2 separate regions of the Sus scrofa genome follow, and region 1 is linked to region 2. The links are chromatin contacts, called in public HiChIP or PLAC-seq maps. All regions are on one chromosome and are shown on one strand. The core of a region is the stretch at or near the end of the contact, and the rest is flanking DNA. Distances in the headings are between cores, read along the strand shown.

Region 1 (4,513 bases), core at 154-2,653, 320 kb after region 2:
TGGAATATATATATTATATAATCTGGATATAGAGAATTCCATGCTATACATATTCTATATATAATATCTATATTCACACACACATGTACATATTTTACATATGGATATGTCTGTATTTTTTTGGCTATCAATCAGATGAGCAAGATATGTATTTCCAAATTATTCATGTGAGGGTATTATTGAAGATATTTTAAAAAGAAGAAAATGTCCCTTCTGTAAAAAAAAAAAAAAAAAAAAATGCGCTTCCATTCCCTAGGAGATTATTATGAAAAAGAAAACGCAGTCATTTTTTTTTTTTTCTTTTTTCTTTTAAGGGCCGAGGTGCAGCATATGGAAGTTCTCAGGCGAGGGGTTAAATCAGAGCTGCAGGTGCTGACCTCCACCACAGCTCATGGCAATGCTGGATCCTTAAACCACTGAGCGAGACCAGGAATAGAGCCCAAATCCTCACAGACAGTATGTTGACTTCTTAACCCACTGAGTCACAACTGGAACTCCAGAAAAACTCATACGTTCTTCAGGAGTATTTAGAATTTAGTTTCTAGGTCTTAAACCTTTTAGAGTCATTAAAGAAACTTCTGTCCATGAAATTATACAAATAAGTCCCTGGAGTTTCAGAAGAGTGAAAAGATTTGCTCCGGGTCACATAGCTAGTTAGTGGCAGACCCAAGACTGGAACACAGATCTCCCAAGCCACAGTTCTAGCCTGCATTGTACATTCCCTGTCGTCACTTCATACAGTACACAGATTTTTTGACGTCTACAGCCCAGACCCTAGGAACTATGATTTTATTTAGAATCATGGTGGTGGGGAACAAAGTTTCTTTGTTTAAAAACTCTACTGCAGGAATAAACCTCCCCAGATTAAATTGAAAGGGATTGTTTAACTATCTGGCCTTAATTCTTTAGTACGAGGCAGTTCGTTACATTTGTCTAATATTATATTTAAGCAGCTTTACTGATATCCCTGGAAGCAACTGTCCATGTCAATTACTATGTATCTATCTCCTCTGAGATAAGTGACATGCAGGTTTACAAAAGAGTCAATATTTTATTATTTGTCCATGCATCAGTTTGGTCTGAGCACACCCAGCACCGGGCTAACGCGGAAAAGTAGCTCTGAGCAATGGGAGAGTGTTTGTGGTCGTTTACAGTTACAGCAACGTCACTGGTATTATCCACTTGCTGAGTGCTGAGCGCTCATTCTGGACACGGCAGACTGTTTGGTGGCCTCTGTTTCAAAGTCAAGTCCCCCAAGGTCTCAGGAGAAGAGTACTCTGCAGAACAGGTTTTCTGGGGCCAGAGGGACTGAAAACAACAGCCCTGCATGCTGCCAGCCCGCCTGATCTAGGGGTGGAGGGGTCACAAGGGGACCACCTGAAGGGTGGGCAGAGGCCCTCGGGGAGGAGCCACGTACTCTTCCTCTCTGAGCAGCCGCAGCAGGATATTTTTTTTATTCTTGGGCCAGCTGTAGATGTGAGTGTTCTGAAGCCAGGTGGGCACGTGTTCCTATGGGAGAGAGAATGACAGGAGCAAAAGCCATTAGAGAAAAACCTGGATTCCAGATCCTAGGCTCAGTTCCCACACCTCCATGGCTTTGCCCTTCTCGGGCGTCTGGTACTCAGCTCTCCTGGGAGTTGGACCGTTTTGCTTTTGGAAGGGCCGTGTGTGTGAAAGGCTCTTGGCTCCGAGCAGGCTGTGCGGCTCGTTATGGAAAGCACATGTGCCGGCATCTTCCAGCAGCCTCCCAGGCTACCTGCCCTGTGCCTTTCAGCTGCCTTTCACCACCCTCCCATAAAAGGGGTAGGACAGAGGTCATGCTGACTGATGTGAATTCCCCCGTGGCTTGCGGCAGAAGTATGCCAGGGCTGGGGGCCTAAGCTAATTCATCATCCTTTCACTCCAGCCACAGGTCTGGCCCGCAGAAGGAGCCCACCAGTTCCTAGTTATCAGGCAAGAGCAGAACCCGTAAACCAGGGACGGTGAGGGTGTAGTTGCAGACTGCCCTCAGACAGTGGACACTCTGCTGGAGAAAGACAGATAACGAATAAGTAAAAGACAGAGTGTGTTCAATACTAATACAGGCTGTAGAGAAAAATAAAACAGGGAAAGAGAAGTTCCCATCGTGGCTCAGTGGTTAACGAATCTGACAAGGAACCATGAGGTTTCGGGTTTGATCCCTGGCCTCGCTCAGTGGGTTGGGGATCCCGCATTGCCATGAGCTGTGGTGTAGGTCACAGACGTGGCTCGGATCCCATGTTGCTGTGGCTTTGGCATAGGCTGGTGGCTACAATTCCGATTCGATCCCTAGCCTGGGAATCTCCATATGCCGCAGATGTGGCCCTAGAAAAAGACAAAAAGACCAAAAACACAAACAAAAAAACAAAACTGAGAAAGGGGTAGGGAGTGCTGGGCAGGGATGAAAGATGGGCAGTTTTCAATAGGGTGTTTAGGGAGTTCCTCAGCAGGTTAAGTACCCAACTAGTATCCAAGAGGATGTGGGTTCAAGCCCTGGCCTCGTTCAGTGGGTTAAGGATCTGACATTGTCACAAGCTGCGGCACAGGTTGCAGATGTAGCTGGGATCTGGCGTTGCTGTGGCTGTGCTGTAGGCTGGCAGCTGCAGCTCTGATTTGACCCCTAACCCGAGAACTTCCTTATGCCGCAGGTGTGGCCCTAAAAATAACAAACAAGTAAATAAATATGGTGTTTAGAAATGGTCTCACTGAGAAAATAAGCAAAGACGTTAAAGAGTAGAGGGAGCAAGTTTTGAGGATGCCTGGGACCAGGCAGGTAGAAGAGCAAAGGCCCTGTGCTGGAAGCTTAACGGGCCTGTTCAAGGAGTAGCAAGGCCAGTGCAGCCAGAGAAGAGTGAATGGAAGAGAGCAGAAGGGTCCTGGAAGTAGAGAGGCTGCATCAGGTAGGGCCTCATGGATTTTCCTCTGAGTAGATGAGGACTCATCTGGGGATCCCAAGACGAGCTTGGAGGCAGCACCTGCTGCGTGTCAGGCACCCTGCTGGGCACTGAGGAAACCCAAATGAGAAAGACACAGTTACTACCTTGAGGAGTCAGGGACTTTGGATGTAGTCAAATTGTAACTATTTTCTTTTTCTTTCTTTCTTTCTTTCTTTCTTTCTTTCTTTCTTTCTTTCTTTCTTTCTTTCTTTCTTCCTTCCTTCCTTCCTTCCTTCCTTCCTTCCTTCCTTCATCCTTCCTTCCTTCCTTCCTTTCTTTCTTTCTTTCTTTCTTTCTTTCTTTATTTCTTTCTTTCTTCCTTCCTTCCTTCCTTCACCCATCCTTCCTTCCTTCCTTCCTTCCTTTCTTTCTTTCTTTCTTTCTTTCTTTTTTTGGTTTTTACGGCTGCACTTGCAGCGTATGGAGGTTCCCAGGCTAGGGGTCAGACCGGAGCTATAGCTGCCAGCCTACGCCAGAGCCACAGCAATGCAGGATCCGAGGCATGTCTGCAACTTACACCACAGCTCACAGCAACGCCGGATCCTTAACCCACTGAGCAAGGCCAGGGATCAAACCCACAACCTCATGAATCCTAGTTGGATTTGTTTCCACTGTGCCATGACGGGAACTCCCAAAATGTAACTATTTTCCAGGCAACTGCATGCCCTGAGTGCAAGGAAAAAAGGAATCGTGGCAGAAGTTTAAAAAGCATAAACAAAACCAACAAAATTGGTCTGCTTTTTCTATCACCGTGCTCCAGTAACTCGAAACAATTACTCCCAATACCGCCACCCATCACCACATGCCACCCACTCAAGGTACCATAGTTAAAGGGACTGTCTGGTATGCAGGCGTAGGGGGAGGAGAGCTCAGGAGAAGCTGCAGAGACTGGGTGCCGCCAGTCAGGGAAGGGCATTGCAAGCACAGGGAACAGAGCACAGAGGCAGAGAGGCACAAATGGGTGTGGCATGTGTGTGAGGGCATGCTGCAGCAGTCCACTGTGACCAGAGCAGAGTCGCGTGTGCATCCAGCGGCTAGAGGGGAAGCGGAGTAAGTGGGCACAGCCCCTCCTCAGGAGCCTCCGGCATCCCGCTAAGGAAGATGAATGTGATCTTGTAGTCAGGAAACTGCCACACAATTTCTAGGCTGAGGGGAGATCAGATCTACATTGTGGATGCTCCACTTTGATGGCAGAGCAGAGGCTGCTACAGGGTCAAGGTGGAGCCAGGGAGACCAGGACGGGGATCCTGCAGTGAGCACAGAGCGAGCCTGGGTGAGGGAGGGAAAGCACACTATGGGGCAGGTTGTGAACTGTGCAACCCCAGGGGGTCCCTTCCCCATAAACTGGACGTGCCCTCATCTGGAGCAGAAGTCTCAAGGCGGTCCTGGCATTGAGGGAACCTCCAGGGTGGGGCTGGGCCTGAGATTAGTGTGCCGTGGTCTGGCTGCCAAGACGTTTGCTACTCTGTTTCCTTCCCTTCACCCCGCCTGGCATGGGGCCTCGGATGTTTTTTGTCCCCATTCCTCAAATGAGCTGGCTTGCCCTTCTGGGGAAAACT
Region 2 (4,543 bases), core at 262-2,761:
AATGTGACAAATCTGGTGTGGGCTGGTCCTTCGAAAAATGACTGGCATTGCTGACAGGTTTTGTTCACTCCTTTTTACCACATCTGATGCTGAATCGCACCTAACTTCTCCCTGGTTTTGCAATAGGTCTGCTTTTTCTTACCTAATTTCTATAAATTTGCCTCTATTTTTTCTTAAGTGGAATACAGCACCTTTCTTGACCACCATCCATTATTGATTCATAGTAATAATCTGACAGTTTTGGAGAGGGCTCGTAGAGAAATTAACAGTAAAAAGCCCATTCTTCTTACTCTTTTTATTCCATACTTTTCATTTAGCTAGAGCTTGGAGATTACCTCTGCTCTGTTTACTGCTTTTTCTTAGGTTGTTCGAATTTAGGCAGCAGCAGCTACTTGGCATCTCGGCGGCTTGCTAGAATAGAATTCTACCTGCAGCATCTACATTTAAGGGGTAAAAATGCAACTCAGGGAGAGAAGGTAATAAAAACATGGCAGAAAATTTGGAGATCTACCAAAAATGTGTTAGAATCCCACAAACCAAAATGTGAATGGCCATATGAGAATATAGGCATTGTTAAAGTTTAATAATGTATTTCCATATTGGAAGGATAAGACTGAGTAGTATTCCAAGAATTAACATTCATTCTAATAATCAGTTCTTAGTTAAGTGACTGCTGATATAAGAGTAACCAATACCAGAGTCTCCTATTTTTTTTTTTTAAGGCCGCACCCACGGCATATGGAGGTTACTGGGCCAGGGAGCTAATCAGAGCCGCATCTGCGACCTACACCACAGCTCACAGCAACGCCAGATCCCCAACCCACTGAGCAAGGCCAGAATCGAACCCACACCCCCATGCATACAATCAGGCTTGTTACTACTGAGCCACAATGGGAACTTCCAAAGTTTTCTATTGTTGACAGATTACTCCAAATTTAGCAGCTTAAAACAGCAGACTTTCTTTTTTTAACCTCACAGTTCCCTTGAGTCAGGAATTTGGGCACAACCTCACTGGGTTCTCGGCTCAGGGTCTCACAGGCTACAGTCAGGCTGGTGGATAGAGCTCTGCTTCTTTGTGGAGCTTGGGCCTCCCTCCCAGGGCTGTCAGGTTTTTGACAGTATTCAGTTTCGCGCTGTGGTGGCCCGAGGTCTCCGTTTTTTGCTGGCTGTCTGCAGGCAGCAATCTCAATTGCTAGACCCTCGCACAGATCCCCGCCATGGGGCTCTCTCATAGATCCTCTCACAGCATGGCAATTTGTTTCTTCCAAGCCAGCAAGAGACTGTTTCACCAGATTCTGCTAAACTGGAGTCTTTACTAACAGTGTGATCCCCAGAGTGACATCCTGTCATCTTTGCCCTATTCTGTCTGATGGAAGGAAGTGGCAGATTCTGCCCAAACGCAAGGGGAGAGGCAGGAGATGTGTGTGATGGGGGGTCACCTTAGGGCATGTCAACTGCACTCAAGAATCTGCCAAACGCAGGAGAGCTACGTTTGATCTGAGGGAAGGAAACCTTCTGCGGTCACGGAATGTGACCATAGAAAACCCATTGAACGTGCCAGTTGTCGGGGTGGAAGGCTCCCCATGGACTAGGCCAGCAAACCTGGTAAGGGAGACTCTTTGTTTGCGGGGCACTGGAGTGGTTAACTCAGAGTTAAGCTCTTTGTTTCTTTTTTGTTTCTCTTGAGACTTTCCCTTATGTACCTTACCACTGGGCTTTTTACCCTGTTCAGGTGCAGCTTCATGTGAGGGCAATCGTTTAATCCTATTTTTCATAATAAAGTCCAAGAACACTTTGAGAGCATTTTTCAAATACTCTTATTTTTTAAAGAAGAATCTTTTTTAAAAGTCAGTTTTTATTAGAAAAGTAATGAAGGTATTTAAAAAAAAAAAAAGGATCATGGTAGAAGATCAGAGAGGTACCTGAAAATATAATGGACAGGAGTTCCCATCGTGGCGCAGCGGTTAACGAATCCGACTAGGAACCATGAGGTTGCGGATTCGGTCCCTGCCCTTGCTCAGTGGGTTAACGATCCAGCGTTGCCATGAGCTGTGGTGTAGGTTGCAGACACGGCTCGGATCCCGTGTTGCTGTGGCTCTGGTGTAGGCCAGCGGCTACAGCTCCAATTAGACCCCTAGCCTGGGAACCTCCATATGCCACGGTAGTGGCCCAAGAAATAGCAAAAAGACAAAAAAAAAAAAACAAAAAACAAATATAAGTAATAATCCTAAATGCCTAGAAAGTTCTTTGATTTCTAAATAAAAGGTAAAGGGGTTAAAAAAGGTTTTTTCCTTCTACCAGGTAAGGTATCAGAAACAACTTGAATTTTGTGTTCAGAGTACACCGATACTATGTTTGGTGGACTGGTTTTTAGTTTGAAGAATTGTAGTTTATTAAAACCAAAAAGAGTGTCGCAACACACTCCTGAAATATGTGTGATTACATATTAAAATGTTCCAGATAGATTTACTGAATAATCAGGATAGCTTTCTCATAATCAGAACTTTGGGGTTGCCGTAGCTGTGTGTCATTCAGTCCTGCCACTTAAAAGTTACTACTAAAATAGAGCTTAAAATGCTTAATGGAAATAGGTATATTCTTCTGGGATGCTCTGTATTTTTGTGTTTGTTAAGTGCCCTTGTTTTATTCATAGTGTTGTCAATGTGTGTGTATATTTGCACATGTGAGCCCCCAGATATTGTGTGTTTGATATTTTTCTATACTGTGGGGATGCAGTGGGGGTAGAGGTGATAGGGAAGGGATACAGAAAAGCTTACTGTATGCTTCAAAGTTTGTTAGAAATGTTCTTTTCTTCCTTGAAATCTTTATGAAGATTATTGTAGATTTACACGCAGTTGTACAGTGTTCTTTTGCAAATTTACTGAGGGATACTTGCTCAGTCTGGAAGGGTAGAGAGCTAGACTAGTGCTTCTTATACTTTAATGTGCATTAGAATTGCTTGTTAAAATAACAGCTTCTAATTCAGCTGGGCTGGGGTAGGGGCTGAGATTCTACATCGCTGGTGATGCGGTGCAATTGACCCACGGACTGAGAGCACTTTAGGTAGCAGGGTCCGCTTTTCGGGAGTGTCAAATTCTTTGCTATTTTGGGGAATTTATTTTGTTTCAGCTTTTCTAAGTCTGACCCTAAATCTTTGGGGGTCTACAGTCCCCATGAACCCCCTCCTCTTATACTGTTCTACGACTGACTTTTCTTCAGTCCTCTCATTTACTGCATTAGCTGTTGAGTATTTATTTCACGTGTTTATCGAATGCCTCCTATTTGGCAGTTTCTGTGGGAGATGCTAAGTGAAAAGAGCAGAACTTTCCTGGCTTCTTGGAACTTACCTCTAAATGTAGTACCGTCCATATTGGCTGGTGGCTGCCATACTGGATAGCACAGGCCTCGTGGGAGAAACGGGGTATCGAACAAGTAATCACACAGGATATCTCCAAGAAGGATTTATTTCCTCATGTACTAGAGATTACTTACCTATTATCTGGGGTCAGAAAGGTTGTTGTAGATACCTTGTCAAATGGCATAATATAAATTATGGCCTTTAAGAAGGACTTGGTGCCTCTAAAAAAGAGGCAAACCAAGGCGGGTGACCTTGGTTGTCAGAAGGAAGATTTAATCTCTTTTCTTTAATGCACTTTGACCAGTTGGCATTTGAACTCGGTCAGACTTGAGTTGGATTTTTATTTAGGTTTAAATAGTCTCATCTTTAATGATGTAAAATTTTATAACACTGAATTTTTACAGTCAAAGAGAATTGTACTTTATTTTCCAACATTTTCCTGTGGTTATTTTAATTATGTCTTCTCCTGTCCTCTGTTTCTGTGATGTTTATTTCTTTTAATTCTTTCAGAGAAGATCCCTTAGGTTCTTGCACTGTGGCTATTATTTCTTGTATAGTGTTTCATGGCTTCTTTTTGCCTTATATTTTGCTTGCAGAGTGCCTTTAGTGTCAGGTCTCTAAATTATTGCAGCTTGCCTTTGATGCATTTGGTTAACTTAGTTAATGGATGGTCTGGAGAAATGTTTTGAAGTTGTGGGATGACAGGAGTAGCCCAAGGGATTGGGCTTTCTGGTTTCTGAACAATTTGTTGAGATTAATAAGGTGCTTTTTAAAAATTATTTTTGGGAGTTCCCATCATGGCTCAGTGGTTAACGAATCCAACTAGGAACCATGAGGTTGTGGGTTTGATCCCTGGCGTTGCTCAGTGGGTTAAGGATCTGGTGTTGCCATGAGCTGTGGTGTAGGTCGAAGACATGGCTCGGATCCCGAGTTGCTGTGGCTCTGGCGCAGGCTGGCAGCTACAGCTCCGATAAGACCCCCAGCCTGGGAACTTCTATATGCCTCGGGAGCAGCCCTAGAAAAGGCAAAAAGACAAAAAAAAAAAAAAAAATTATTTTTGAATCGTGATAAAAATACATAACATTTATCATTTTAACCATTTTAAGTGTACAGTTCAGTGGCATTTAGTACATTCCCATTATTGTGCCACAGTCACTGCCATCATCCGCAGAACCTTTTTCATCT

Evidence for each region. HiChIP or PLAC-seq counts read pairs in DNA pulled down with a chosen protein or histone mark.
Region 1: an H3K27ac HiChIP or PLAC-seq map of skeletal muscle shows a contact between it and region 2, with 2.6 times the contacts expected there. The contact joins two enhancer-like sites. A contact is called at or near these places in 1 of 47 Hi-C or Micro-C datasets (skeletal muscle) and 1 of 2 datasets of contacts at active chromatin or transcription factors (skeletal muscle).

What each region holds. Positions count from the first base shown.
Region 1 is chr1:77,486,543-77,491,055 of Sscrofa11.1, forward strand. All of the region lies in intron 8 of TRAF3IP2 (adapter protein CIKS), which reads right to left. Among named protein-coding and RNA genes, the nearest start is that of TRAF3IP2, 52 kb to the right of the region's middle. Within about 2 kb of position 1,404, at least 9 of the 83 cell types and tissues checked have an H3K27ac peak or open chromatin away from gene starts, as enhancers often do. A contact at or near this core is called in skeletal muscle, where this site is marked.
Region 2 is chr1:77,168,915-77,173,457 of Sscrofa11.1, forward strand. MFSD4B (sodium-dependent glucose transporter 1) reads left to right here. Exons shown (of 5, transcript XM_003121369.4): 5 at 1-4,543. Among named protein-coding and RNA genes, the nearest start is that of MFSD4B, 12 kb to the left of the region's middle. Within about 2 kb of position 1,512, at least 3 of the 83 cell types and tissues checked have an H3K27ac peak or open chromatin away from gene starts, as enhancers often do. A contact at or near this core is called in skeletal muscle, where this site is marked.